Linked DNA regions of Xenopus laevis: region 2 is linked to region 1. The links are chromatin contacts, called in public Hi-C maps. All regions are on one chromosome and are shown on one strand. The core of a region is the stretch at or near the end of the contact, and the rest is flanking DNA. Distances in the headings are between cores, read along the strand shown.

Region 1 (7,709 bases), core at 3,258-5,757:
AGCTGCAAACAACTTCAAATTGATCCCTGGACGTCTCCCATTGACTTAAAGGAGAAACAAACCCGTAACATAAAAAACCCCAACCCCCTACCCTTTGTAGGGGGAGGAGGGAGGGGGGTCTACAAAGGGTAGGGTTTTTTTATGTTACGGGTTTGTTTCTCCTTTAAACGGTAATTTGGCAGGTTTTAGGTGGCGAATAGTCGAATCTGAGTCCAGACTATTAAAAAATAAAAAATTTTTGAAATACTGAATGATTCCCTAGTCAAATTTGAAATTTTTGGTCATGAAAAAACTCGAAAATTCTAATTCTGAATTCGACCCTTGATAAATCTGCCCCTTAGTGTTAAATGAAGAGTTTAACATGCCTACAGTACAAAACTGTAATGTATTGAAACCATTAGGAAGAATAGGTGCTCTTCACAGTATTCACAAAGGTACTTGTGTCTGTAGTATCTTATAGCAAAGGCCAATGCAAGAGCCCAGTCTTCTCTGAGCAATTCTATACAACTGCACCCATGGACACAAGGGATACATGGAATTACTGGGAGTTTGTACCAGTGTCGGACTGGGACACCAGGGGCCCACCCAAAAACCTTAAACTAGGGGCCCACCCAAAAACCTTAAACCAGGGGCACACCCAAAAAACTTAAACCAGGGGCCCACCCAAAAAACTTAAACCAGGGGCCCACCCAAAAACCTTAGACCAGGGGCCCACCCAAAAACCTTAGACCAGGGGCCCACCCAAAAACCTTAGACCAGGGGCCCACCCAAAAGCCTTAGACCAGGGGCCCACCCAAAAGCCTTAGACCAGGGGCCCACCCAAAAGCCTTAGACCAGGGGCCCACCCAAAAGCCTTAGATCAAGGGCCCTGTTATTCTTCCTCTCCTCATTCAACCTCTGTTGTCCTGGACTCTTTTCTTTACATACTATAATCTATTATTCCATCTATTTAGCCTCTTTCTTCTTGTATAAATAGGGAATGACCATGAAATAGGCCAAATGTTTAGCAGCATGAGGGCCCACTTATACCTGGGCCCACCGGGAATTTTCCTGGTATCCCAGTGGGCCCGTCCGACACTGGTTTGTACCCTTGACAACTTACATCCTTAGCTACAACTGATTTGCCCCAAGTGAATCGTATGCTGATACCATTATTCCCCATTCACACATAAATGCAACAGAAGGCCAAAAAGAGATGGGTAAAGTTATCAATAATGTAGCACTAATAAAACAGTAATATCCTGATTTAAGCCGTGTGCTCTACTAGACTTCCCGTTAGAAAGAAGCTTTAGAAGAAGGTATAAATGGAAAAATAATGACCATATATCGAGACCAATGGATTTTAAACAAAAGCTGACCACTGGCTTTAAGCCTCCTGCCTTATTGGAGTGAGACCAGAAGAGACAGAAAGGATGAGAGGCCTTGTGTGTATGTGCACTGCCTGCTGATCATAAAGTAAAAGACTTCATTACGCTGTGTGTAGCCTGTTTGTTACAACTACAGCAACATAATGAACATGATATGAGCATCAAGACAAGGAGATATGTAGCAACTGGTGGTAGGGTCAGTTATAGGCATGATAAGAATGTCAAGACCTTATTATATCAGTTAAAGGAGAAGGAAAGCTACGGAGGCATTTTATTGCCAATAGATTATCTGCAATAGTGCAAGCTAGAATGCTATATTTATTCTGTAGAATGTTTTACCATACCTGAGTAAAAAGCTCTAGAAACTCTCTGTTTGTTTAGAATACGAGCTGCAGTATTAATGTGGTGTGACATCACTTCCTGCCTGAGTCTCTCCCTGCTCTGGGCTCAGATTACAGTAGAGAAGGGAGGGGGTGGGGGGGAGAGGAGCAAACTGAGCATGCTCTTGCCCAGGGCAATGAGGTTTAAGCTGAAGGCAGGAAGTCTGATACAGAAGCCCATGTGTACACAATAGAAGGAAAGAAATGCAGTGTTTCTTTTGACAGGGGACTCAGAGCAACATTACTTTGGGGGTTTACTGGTATATTTGGATGGACCTTTCTGATAAGGCTTACTTAGTTTTAACCTTTCCTTCTCCTTTAAACATAAGAAATAAATGTCTATAATTAATAGTCTTTAATAGTCTAAAAAATAGTTTATAGTTGTCCTTTTTATGGTCTGGAGTTTTTTTGTTTTTTTATAAATAATTGCAGTGTGGATTAATTATATCACTTACCATGAATCCTATAATGCTGATATTTCTTGTCCTACCTCAGTCACCGTTTCCCCATGGGCTTCAAGGATATAAAAACTAATTAATTGCCTCAACCCATTCAGCCTCTGAGTCCTGATCTGGAGGTTTGACTTGCAGCTTGGCATATAAACATTGCTGAAGAACAATCCGCATACCTCCCAACATTTGGAAAGGGGAAGAGGCGCAAAAAGATTTGGCGTAAGGAACGCTGCAACATTTTTTGACCACGCCCCTTTTTGCAGCCACACCCCCTTAGTACCATGCACACTTTACAAAATTTGCCAGGTTATGAAAGTTTGAACACATCTTTGTAATTTTTATGTTTTATTACAGTTTTACTAATGAAGGCAAATTGCCCTTTAAGCTGTGAATCTAACTTCACCCAAGGGACAAAACTGTTACAAATGTATCAAGTATCTATTCTGGGCTCTCTGCCAAGAGCCAATTAAGTAGGCTTTCCCTTCAGTGCAGAGAAATAGGCACTTTTCCATTCAGTGCAGAGAAATAGGGACTTTTCCGTTCAGTACAGAGAAATAGGGACTTTCCCGTTCAGTGCAGGGAAATAAGGACTTTTCCGTTCAGTACAGAGAAATAGGGACTTTTCCGTTCAGTGCAGAGAAATAGGGACTTTCCCGTTCAGTGCAGAGAAATAGGGACTTTTCCGTTCAGTGCAGACAAATAAGGACTTTCCCTTTCAGTGCAGAGAAATAGGGACTTTCCCATTCAGTGCAGAGAAATAGGGACGTTCCCGTTCAGTGCAGAGAAATAGGGACTTTCCCCTTTAGTGCAGAGAAATAGGGACGTTCCCGTTCAGTGCAGAGAAATAGGGACTTTCTGGTTCAGTGCAGAGAGATCGCAACTTTCCAGTACTAACGCGGGACTGCGGGTTGAGCTGTCAAAAGCAGGACTGTCCCGTTCAAAACGGGACAGTTTGGAGGTATGAATTATCCGGCCAGTCACTTCTCTACCAATCTCTGCCATTCGCAGTCACAAGCAGCCCTGACAGAGACACACAAAAAAATATGCCCAATGTGACCAATCTATTCTAAATTATCTGTACAACTGTATAAGAAAGGGAAAGGTATTAGCACTGGGGGGTGCCAAATGTTACCCCCCAACAATTATAACTGCTTCCCTGATACCCAGGGTCAGTGCTCCAGTAAGCAGAAAACTGCACCTGCCTGGGCTACAGGTATGGGTTCTGTTATCCTGAATGCCTAGGACTTGGTGTTTTCCAGATAAAGGGTCTTTCTGTAATTTGGATCTCCATACCTCAAGTCTGCTACAAAATAGTTTAAACATTAAATAAACCCAACAGGATTGCTTAGCCTTAAAGAGGACCTGTCACCCAGACACAAAAATCTGTATAATAAAAGTCCTTTTCAAATTAAACATGGAATACAATTTCTATTTTTTATTCATAGCTGTTGTAAGGTCATTTAAAAATCTCAGCCGTCAATCAAATATTGCCTTTGGCATAGAGTAGGGGCAGACAATTGCTTTCACTTTCCATTCACTACTTCCTATCGTGCGGCACTTGATTTCTCCTCCCTGCCTTCCTTATAGAAGATAGCCAGGGAGGAGTAATTGAACGCCGCGTGATGGTTCGTCGCCTTTTCTGAAGAGGAGTGCGAGCGGAGATTCGGTAAGTTATTTTTAAATAAAGACTTTGCGGTTTTAAAGTTTAATATGTGTTGGTGTTTTTTTTCCCATAGTATACAAACAAATGTAGGCAGCAGAGACCTGCATGGGTCTGTTTTTAAAGATTTGCGCCCAACCTAGACCCGCTTAGCCTAAGCCGTGCCTGATCCCGCATACCTGCCTTCTGATGCCCAATGATTTTCGCCTAAACCCGCATCCCGCAGCAATTACTGCGCCAACCGTAAGTGATATGTTTTCTTCTTTTACCCCAGAAATGACCGCCTGTAGTCCACCCCACTGCAGAGGATCGGGTACCCACGGGCCGCCCGCACAGTGGGCACAAAAAGTATAATCAATGCGAAACATTGTGGGTATTCCGCAGGTAAAGCAGAACAAGGAGAGATCGGCACACAGGTTCAATTGCAACATGGGGTAAACCCCTAAGTGTTTATTGTGTCATAGTTTGCACAATTTCCGCAGGTATCCAACACGATGCAGGACTAGGGTTGCCACCTGTCCTGTTTTGACCTGGACAGCCCGGTATTTTGAGGGGCTGCCCGGGTCTATACTTCCTGCCCGGTTTTCCAAATAAGGAAAACTGGGCGGGATTCCCTTGATTGACACGGCGATCGACCAATCGCTGATCTCAGCATCATAGCCCCGCCCATGGATGTCACGGGTCCGACCGCGGGCGCCATAGCCACGCCCACTGACGTCACAAGTCCGCCCACTGACGTCACAGACACGCCCACTAGCGTCACTCTCGAAGGCCAGGGTGTTCGAGCAGGCCGTATTGTCCAAGATTACCATAACAAAACAGATTTATTATGAATGAATGACTGAGTCAGAAATATGAATAGTGATGGGCGAATTTGGGGAAAAATTTGTGAATTTCCCACGAAATTCGGGAAACGGCGAAAAATTCGGGAAATGGCGCTGGCGTCTCGTTTTTGGCTAAATTGCCAAAAAAATGGATGCCGGCGTCCATATATATATTTTTTTTTACGCCGGTGAATTTTCGCGGCAGTTTCACGAATTTATTCGCCGGCTGCAAATCTCGTTAGTTTGCTGCGAATTCGCGCCTGGCGAATAAATTCGCCCATCTCTAAATATGAACCTAAATGTTATTCAGATAAGTGATACAATTTTTTCCTCTTTGTGGAACTGTTGGGAGAAGTGATACAATGTAGCCAAAAGATGGCGCTGTTTGAGGAAGTAGAAATTGTTTTAAAACAAAGGTTTAATTATCCGACAACAGAATGTCTTGAAAATTCTTTCAATTGTTGACTTTAAAATATATAGGCAAGTCAATACTATAACCACTGTATTCTCTAATGGCCAGAAGGGGGAGCAAGCTTTGTGTTGTTGATGACCAGAGTAGGCTCAAGAAACACAATTATTACAATATAATAAATCTATCTATAAAGAAGTAAATCTTAAATAACATTAGTTGTTTATGTCTGTTCAGGAAAGAAAAAGAAAAGACTGCCAGCGCAAGATTTGCATTTAAAAATAATTGTTACAAATAAGATGCTAGTACCACACTTTGGCAAAAATATTTAGTCTTATGTGCCATGTCAAGGCCCCTCATTGTACATGAGTCCTAAGTCTATAGTGCATTAAAGGAGAACTAAACCCTAAAAATGAATGTGGCTAAAAATGCCATATTTTATATAGTGAACTTGTTGCACCAGCCTAAAGTTTCAGCTTGTCAATAGCAGCAATGATCCAGGACTTCAAACTTGTCACAGGGGGTCACCATCTTGGAAAGTGTCTGTGACACTCACATGCTCAGTGGGCTCTGATTGGCTGTTGAGAAGCTAAGCTTAGGGCTCGTCACTAATTATCCAGCAGATAATGAGGTTGGTCTGTAATATAAGCTGATGCTACAGGGCTGATTATTAAATTCTGATGCTAGTTGCACTGGTTTCTGTGCTGCCATGTAGTAATTATCTGTATTAATTACTAATCAGCCTTATATTGTGACATTTCTATTCTATGTGTACTGTATATTGTGAGTGGTTCCCTAAGCTCAGTTAGTGACAGCAGCACAGAGCATGTGCAGTGAATCAGCAGAAAAGAAGATGGGGAGCTACTGGGGCATCTTTGGAGACACAGATCTTTACTGTTAAAGGGCTGTGGTTGCCTTTGGCTGGTATAGAAGCCCAAAACATAATGTACAACATTTCTACCTACTTTTTTAGTTAAACTTTAGTTCTCCTTTAAATAGTGCATTTAAAATCAATCCCTCAGCAAACAGTGTGACTGAGACCATGTTGCACTTACACTTAACTCAGGAGCTGGGATTAAACTGAGCGTAGGCAATTTCTTTGGGGTTTCGTGTGCAAACTATAGTCAAATATTGCTTCTAGCTGCCATTCTGGCTTTAAAACAAGGGCTTATTTACAGGTTTAAGTTAACTGACTGGGGCTTAAAAGCTCTCGTATAAATGAAAAAAGGGGGCCTTGAAGTGGCATGTGATCTTACATATTTTGGCCAAAGTGTGGTACTAACACCCCAATTTTTTGTAGCAATTCTTTTTAAAGGCAAACAGTGTGCTGGAAATCTTTATCATTGCTAGCAGCTGGTCAACACCAGAATGTGGCTTAGACTGAGCACTGGCACAAGGGAGCTTCCAGCACAGCTTGTGGTAGACCGAGCACCGGCAAATTCTTTCTATGTTTCATGTCTGTTAAAGAAGAAGTATAGGTTTAAGTCTATTTATACAGGTTATACTGATCAATACAGGAGGTGGATGGCCCTGCTTATTGGAGCTAACCCTCAAAAAGATCACTTAATTCTGAATGTGTAATGCCTCATTAATGGGAATGCAAATGAATCCTTTACATACAGTGATAATAAATAATACTTTAATTTCCCCTCTACCCCAATCCCAGGCTGAAGCTTTTGATGTACCAGTTCTGTTTCAGTCCCTTCCCGCAGACAAGTCCCAGCTGTGCAGTCCCAAAATACTGTAAATATTAAACATATTTTCCTTATTACTTGGGTCATCCATAATTTAGCTGTTTTGGAATACATTTAATGTAGTAGCATGTTCTGTTTATAGCCAGCAGTGTACGCAGCCAGACTTTTAATTAGCATTCCCCATTAACTTACTGATGTCAGTTGAATTGCTATTGAGTGCTATTTCTCCTTGTACCATGAACAAGTCAAGTTAATTTAAAGTGGTGGTTCACATTTAAAGGAGAACTAAACCCCCTTTCTAATAAAAACCCCTACCCTCCATAGTCCACCCTTCCTGCTCCTCCCCACACAAGTGTTCACACAAGTAAATGGCCTTAATCTGGTAATTACCCCTCATTGCAAAGGAGCTCACGGGCGCCATTTTGCGGCGCTTTGGGAATCTTCGGGTCCCTTCGGCAATTTATGTGACTTTTGGTGCATGCGCAGTTGTTCTGGACCGGAATATTGCCACAACTGCGCATTCACCGATACGGCGCTTTATTTATGAAGTTTCCCGAAGCACTGAAGAAGGTTCCCCTGAGCTCTGCTGCGCTGACTCTGCAATGAGGGGTAATTACCATCTTAGGGGCATTTATTTGTGCCCCTGCGGGGGGGGGAGCAGGGAGGGGGGCTATGGAAGGTAGGGGTTTTTTTATTAGAAATTAGGTTTAGTTATTCTTTAAGTCAACTGTTACAAAATGTCCTGTTCTTAGCAACTTTTTTTTATTTAATTTTTTTTAAAATTTTTGTATTTTTTTGCCTTTTTCTGCCTCTATCCAATTTTCAAATTAAGGTCACTAACCATGGCAGCCAAAAACTTGTTCTGTAAGGCTACAATTTTGCTATTATTTTTGACTTTTATTCAGCATCTCTTCTAGTCTTTC
Region 2 (7,709 bases), core at 3,431-5,930, 120 kb after region 1:
TTTTTGTACAGGAATCAATAGTGAGAGGTCTAAAACACAGCAATGCATTTCACATAGTGGGGGTCATTTATAAAGTTCGCGCAGTGCATATTTTTCGCGAATGATTGTATTGCGCATGTTTTTTCCTGAGCGCACATATATCGCACTGCTCTGGCCATCTTTCCGGTTTTTGCGAAGTCGCATTGTGAATACATTTTCGCAAATGGCGCGCAAATGAGACGCGAGCGCACCCAATGTGCGAGGTTGTTGTGCGCGAAAATAGCGTTGACAGCAACTTAAATTCGCAATTTGCGAAACTGTTTTGCGAATATTTTATCCGCCACCAAAGATGTGGCGCAATTGAGTCACAGAGAGTGCGCATAAATATTCACAATTTGCGAATTGTGACATATTTAAAAAGCTCCTACAGACATTCGCATTGCAAAAAAAAAAAAAATCGCAATTCTGTTTGCACCCTCTTATTCAGCTTTATTAATATACCCATGCGCAGGGCAAATATATTCACTTTGCGAACCAATCTGTACCGCGCGGACTTTATAAATGACCCTCAGTGTCTTATTTGAACAATTTTTTATTTTTGACTGATTTGCAGTACCTTGCTAAATACTTCATGGTATCCCTTCCCAATAATTTATCCTTTTGTTTTCCTTTAATATTAATATTTCTGCATCTCACAAAAAGAACTAGGTCATTTGACCTCTGAGCTGAATTATATACACCAGAGAACTCCGCAGCTTCATTATAATCAGCTTGAAAAAGGAACTAAAATGTTCTGAAAGCTTGCTATGATTATATTAGTTAGCCAACAAAGGTATCACCTTTATGCCACTTTTGTTTTGTTTTTTTATTTCAAAAGGCTTGCCCTGTAACATATAGTACATAGGTCAAAAGAGAAGTATAGTCTTAAGGTTGGAAATAGCCCCATCTAGCGTTGAAACTATTACACGTATTTAATAGAAATCATAGCATTTATAGCTTTTTTTTTTCATATTCATTTTTGCTCAGTCAGTGAGCTAGCTGCTAATCGGTGTGATACATTTTCCATCTAATGACACTGTGATTAGCAGCTGGGTATAATTAGCACTTTATGTTGATTGGCTCCCTAGAAGCACTTTGAGCAAGTTCTGTGAGTCAGATCTCCGGTGCTGGCACTAGGGTTGCACCATAACTGTTACCTTTCTGAGTATCTCCTTGTAAACCAACTGATGCCACACACAAAGGATTCATTTATCCACAGAACCTTGAATGTTACAGTGGATTGTTTTCTGGCTCCTTTTAGCCCACCTGGCTCTAACCTTCCTGATGCAACTGTTCTATCATTCTCTTCTTTCTGTGCCGTGTATTATATCTACAGCAGTTGCTTTGATCCTTTATTTCTCCATAGAACAAAAACACGGAAGCTAAAGGCTCTCTGACAATGGATCCTGTGAAGTTTTTCTTTCTACATTTAAATGGAAAATACATTATCTTTATGAGAGAATTAGTATTAATACAGTTTCCATTAAAGTGGCAGTACAGTTTGGGTGCAGTGGTGAATGGGATACTGGAGGGAGACACCAGTGCTCTGTTAACCAAAACATCTCCCCTTTATAATCATCCCCGTCCCTTGTTAACTCTTGTCTAGCCATATTCCCTTTCCCAAGTAAACTTTTAGGGAGCAGCAGATACATCAAGGTTTAAAAGACAACATTTTGTAGGCGTGGCTTACAGGGGGTTCCTAGTGACATGACTGCACTTGCGCACAATGTGTAGTGATGTCATTGAATGCTCACTGCGCATATGGAAGACAAAAAACAGGGGAATCCCTTTAAAGGATAACTAAACCCTAGGAATTAATATGATTAAAAATGCCATATTTTACATACTAGACTTATTGCACCGGCCCAAAGTTTCAGATAAGGGGATCATATAATAATCTCTCTAATGCTTTATTTACCAGTAGGTAGGTTTCCAGCTGACACAAGGTCACCCATTCTGATTAGATGAAAGGAGGTTCCATCTTAATATTCAGGTTTTTTTTACAGTGAGAGCTGTGAAGATGTGGAATTTTCTCCCTGAATCAGTCGTACAGGCTAATACATTAGATACTGTAGCTTTAAGAAGGGGTTGGATGGCTTTTTAGCAAATGAGGGAATACAGAATGGAATTTATTTCCAAATTTTTTTGCAAATTGGAGAGGCTTCAAGTGGAGTTTTATTTGCCTTCCTCCGGATCTACTTGCAGTTAGACAGGCCCCTGCCACCCACCTGCTTACCCACCGCCAGCCCCTTCCCCACATGCACCTTATACTTATTTAGCCTCAATCAAGTGATGGATGGCAGCGACTGTGGAGAGGCAGGCAAGGATCGGGTCTGGGTTGGCAGGGCTTTGCAGGTTTTTTCCCAGTGTCCTGCAGGCCCAGTCCAACCTTACTTGTGTCACCCCACTCACTTCTCAAGAATGGCTGAGGCTTGAATATTATTTTCAGATCCTGTATTCGTTATCTTCCCTTCTGCCATTCAAACCACTGCCCATCCAGGCTCACAGATTTCTGGTGCCTCAGTACAAGTGCAGACAAGTGTCTAATTGTACTCCTGATATATAAATAACCTGATTGGAGGGTGCTGTCTGCATTTGGCTGCACATGGATTGTAGCCAAGCAATAATTGGGCCTAAGAGGGATCTTAGTCTCAGCTTCAAATGAAGCACTAATGTGCCAACGTACAGGCGACATAAACATAACACTCAGACTACTACTACATAAACAATCCCACACTGTTAATTTATACAGCATAATAATCCAGTTGGGATACCATTTCTGTAAAACTGTCACCCCTGATACCAAGAACTACAATTCCCAGAATGCTTTGTAAAGGTGTCATAAACTGTAGTTTACAAGAGCAGCACTATGCTGATGACAAGGCCCTATTCTGAGATCAGATTATTGATTATTGATTCCGATTCTTTCACTAGGCAGCACATGACAACTGTGAAACTACACTTCACATTATCTTCAGCTGACCAATAGCTACAAAGCAACCTTGCATTCCAACTGTACATTTGTATTCACAAGAAAATGACAATATTTAAATTGTGTCAAATGAAGCAGAGCTTTATGTGTCAATACAGAGCCTTCTGCTCTATCAGAGATACTTTTGTGCCAACACAAAGCCTTCTATGCTAATAAAGAGCTTTCTGTGCCTATACAGAGTATTCTGCTCTAATACAGAGCCTTTTGTACCAATACAGAGCCTCCAATGCTAACACAGAGCCTCCTATGCCAGTACAGAGCCTTCTGCTCTAAAACAGAGTGTTATGTGCCAATACAGAGAGTATTATATAGTGAATAAAGTACCCCCTCTTGTAAAATATAAGGATATTATAAGTTACCGAGGAGTTTCATGACCATATAAAAACACGAGGCCGAAGGCCTAGTGTTTTTATACAGGTCATGGAACTCCGAGGTAACTTATAATATCCTCATATTTTACAACTGGGGGTACTTTATTAATTATAATACACAAATTTTAGTGAGCCATGTGACAGAAATTACATCACTACTCACCGTTTATAACTGATGACATCACTACTCACCGTTTATAAGGATATAATTTACAAGATATTCATGGCTTTTGTGTATTATATGCCAATACAGAGCTTTCTGCTCAATCTGCTGTAATACAGAGCCTCATGTGCCAATACAGAGTCTTCTACTCTAATACAGAGTGTTATTTGTCAATACAGAGCCTTCTGCTCTAATGCAGAATGTTTTGTGCCAAGACAGAGCATCATATGCCAATACAGAGCCTTCTGCTCTAACACAGAGCCATCTGAGCCAATACAGATCCTTCTGTGCCAAGACAGAGCCTCATATGCCAATACAGAGCTTTCTGCTCTAGCACCGAGCCTTCTGTGCCAATACAGAGCCTCCTATGTCAATACAGAGCCTTCTGCTCTAATACAGAGTGTTATGTGCCAATACAGAGCTTCCTTCACCAATACAGAGCTTTCTGCTCTAACACAGAGCCTTCTGTGCCAATACAGAGCCTTCTGTGCCAATACAGAGCCTCCTATGCCAATACAGAGCATTCTGCTCAGATACAGAACCTCCTATGCTAATACAGAGTCTTCTGCTCTAATACAGAGTGTCCTGTGCTAATACAGAAGCCTTATGTGCTAACACAGAGACTTCTATGTTAATGCAGTGCATATGCTGTACACAAACATAATAACAGCGGACGATTGTAAAACTTTCCATTTCCACATGGTTCAAGGTTAAATAAATTCTCCCCTGCCATTACTAGTATCAGTGGCTTCCTATGTAACACTACAAGGTTAACCATTACATTGCAGTGCAGCAGGGGTTAAGGGTCTCTCCCAGTCTCTGTCACATACTCTTTGGTGAGAGATCAGATCCTAAAATAGCCTTGGGGAGGGGCAGCGAGTGGTTGCTTGTTTGCAGAAGATGGTTGAGACTGAGGGTCTTCCAGACGCAGGCAGAGACAATAAATGAGAAGAGTGTGATCTGACTGGCAGACAAGGTGTCGGGGGGTTTGCCTGCCACTTGAAACCAGGTAGGGCGTCTGTTGGTGTGCAATTCTGCTGTGAGATCTATTCTGTAGGGAAGAGCTACTTTGTACTGTACTTACCTTCCTGCTACTGTAGGTTATACACAAGCTGTCTTGATTCCTGCACTACAGGGGCCATTGTAGCGTTGGTTTATGTGTCTGTATGGAATCTCTGGCTTTAAGAATACAGTATACAAAATGCAAATGTTTTTAATGCAGAAAGTAAAGTGCTTTCCCCTAAGTGCACGCGCAGCCCCTGTGCCCAGTGAAGCCCCCTCCTCAGCTGGCAGCTGAAATATCTCTGTGTGTTTGGGATGTTTATCAGGAAAATGCCCCGACAGCTGAGAAAGTGTAATGACAGCTGTCCCCTTGTGTCATCTGCTCTGGAACATGCTCAAGCCAGGGAGGCTGCCCACTGTCACTCTCCTACATGTGCAAGCTAGTTTATGGCTCAGCTTCACTTTGGATTGCAAGCTCTTATGGTTGCAGTGATACTGTTATTCTTTCCCTTCTGGCCGCCAGTTGGTGGAAACAGAAATGGGACAAACTCCTTTCGTGCCAAAAGTGGGGCAGCAACTTATAATACAGTTCCTTTAAGTTTGCACCTTATCAGAAAAAAATATCTTTAGATTCTACATAGCATGGCCCTCAAGAGAAGCAGTTGTCACTAGAGTAATATACCATATATACATTTCTTACATTCATAGCAGGTAGTGCAACAGCTCCTGTAGTATCAGTATCAGAAACAGAAGTGGGGATCATATCTCCCTGGAAAGTGACAGTGGAACTGTAGGGTGACATGGCAGGAGAAACCAAGCACTTTGGATAGCTCTCCATATATCCATAACATAGCTTAACTTTAATGAAAATGCAATAGCAGGAGAAACTCTATACCAGGGGTTCCCAAGCTTTTCTACCTGTGAGCCACATTAAAATAAAGAACGAGTTGGGGAGCAACACAAGCATGATAAAAGTTCCCGAGGTAGCAAATAAGGACTGTGATTGGCTATTTTATAGTCCCTCTGTGGACTGGCAGCCTATAGGAGGCATTGTTTGGTGGCACATATGGTTTTTATGCAACCAAAAGTTACCTCCAAACCTGCAATTCGGGGGAAAAAACCTACTTTGAGGCCACTGAGAGCAACATCCAAGGGGCATGTTGCTCAGGAGCCACTGGTTTAGGATCACTGCTCTATACTATAGCATTGTACAACCTGTGGCCGCATAGTTGATGTTATACCTTCTAACAATGGAAGCCTGTTTTGCCTGTATACATGCAATTATTTTGAAATCTTACATTACTCCCCTCCATCATTTCCCACCAATGCCCATCTCTGATTGCTTTTTCCTCTTCTTTTTCCTTATTGCAGGAAATATGCGAGGACATCTCAGACCATGTGGAACAGATCCACGCCCTGCTGGACACAGAGTTCTCCCTGAAGCTCCTCTCATACTCTGTCAATGTTATAGTTGATATCCACACGGTCCAGCTGCTGTGGCACCAGCTCCGGGTGTCTGTGCTTGTGCTCAGGGAGAGGATCCTCCAGGGGCTACAGGACAGCAACGGCAACTACACCCGCCAAACGGATATTCTGCAGGCATTCACCCAGGAAAACCAGGAGGCAAGTGGAGCTTTGTGGGGGCTTCCGGGTCACTTGGTACAAGCGTTTGGTGGAGGAGGTTGAGAAGAGGGGAAGAATAAACCTAAAAGAGCTAGGAGCTACTTGTAGTATCATTCTAGAGTTCAAATTCCTCCTATGTGTAATCTACAATAATATTATTTTATACAAGAGCCGTAATTCATATGATAAAATGCACTGTATATTTTCAGAGGTTAGTGATTTATAATCAGTGATGCGTATAGCCCACCTGTGGATGTGCTATAAAATGATAGTAATGGTATGATACAGGTGTATGCTGCTGCAGAGTACACGGCCACTCTTAAAGGAAAACTATACCCCCCAAACAATGTAGGTCTCTATTAAAAGATACTGAGTAAAACAGCCCATGTGTAAAACCCTGCTTCATGTAAATGAACCATTATCATAATAATATACTTTTTTAGTAGTATGTGCCATTGGGTAATCATAAATAGAAAATTGCCATTTTAAAAAATAAGGGCCGCCCCCTGAGATCGTAGGATTCACTGTGTACACATACAAACCACATGTAAGGTCACATGAGCCAATTAACAGACAGAGTTCTGCCTTTTGCTTCCTCACTTCTTCCTGTTACAGTTAGTGTTGTAGTATTTCTGGTCAGGTGATCTCTGAGACAGCACAGATAGAGTCATGAAATGGTGGTTCAAGGCAAGAGACGTAAAAGGGCAATATTTATGTAAATATATATTCCAGTTTGGTAAGATTATTTAATATGTCATTCAATTTGATATAAACTATCTGTTGCTTAAGTATTCATTTTGGGGGTATAGTTTTCCTTTAAACTATTGGCAACTCCCAGTGAGGTGCAATATTACCTTATCATGAGGTGCAATATTACCTTATCATTTCACTCCAGGAGATCCCTTGGTTGATTTCTGAGTACAGCTCAGCCATGTTGGAAATAAACTGCAATCCAGGTGCTTCTCCAACAATGAACCTCTTTACTGAAACATAGGCACTTTCAATTCTACCACTGACTAATCTTTCCCCAATGGGCCTGACACCAGCCCAATCCTGTACCCACATCTGCGTTAGGTGGGATCCAGGAAAAGAGCCTTGAGCACATATGTACTCTCTCTTTTATACCAATTTACCCTACCCTCTAGTGGGCAAATGCGGAATTACTATTAAAACCAACTTTACCCTGGAAAAGGAAATAAATACCCTGGACACACTGAGGACCAACTGGATGTCTATGACATGGGAAAGAAAGTTAGCTTTAGAAATGTTATACTGGGGCTTTGTTTAACCCACAAAAGCCAAAAATAACTAAAATCTTTCACTCCTCTTACAGGACAGGCTTGATGCTCTGACAGAGGTAGACTGTTCAGGTCAACTGACCATTAGATGCCCCACAGATTACCTCTCCTTGGACTGCGGGATCACAGCCTATGAATTATCAGATTACAGCCCCCGGGAAGAGGAGAACCACATGCAACCTGCCAAGCCACTACAGGCCTGGACATACGTCGCTATGCAACAAGAGTTTCCAGATCTGGTC

What was found. A called contact is a pair of places that touch in the nucleus more often than the background predicts.
Region 2: a contact with region 1 is called in a Hi-C map of the XL177 cell line, with 6 times the contacts expected there. The contact joins two enhancer-like sites. A contact is called at or near these places in 2 of 4 Hi-C or Micro-C datasets (the XL177 cell line and the XTC cell line).

Annotation. Positions count from the first base shown.
Region 1 is chr8S:87,551,749-87,559,457 of Xenopus_laevis_v10.1, forward strand. No RefSeq gene overlaps it. Among protein-coding and RNA genes, the nearest start is that of LOC108700307, 18 kb to the left of the region's middle. Within about 2 kb of position 4,508, at least 1 of the 7 cell types and tissues checked has an H3K27ac peak or open chromatin away from gene starts, as enhancers often do.
Region 2 is chr8S:87,673,126-87,680,834 of Xenopus_laevis_v10.1, forward strand. All of the region lies in intron 4 of LOC108700312, which reads right to left. LOC108700313 (A-kinase anchor protein 6) reads left to right here. Exons shown (of 14, transcript XM_018233403.2): 3 at 5,918-6,169; 4 at 7,503-7,709. Among protein-coding and RNA genes, the nearest start is that of LOC108700313, 28 kb to the left of the region's middle. Within about 2 kb of position 4,681, at least 1 of the 7 cell types and tissues checked has an H3K27ac peak or open chromatin away from gene starts, as enhancers often do.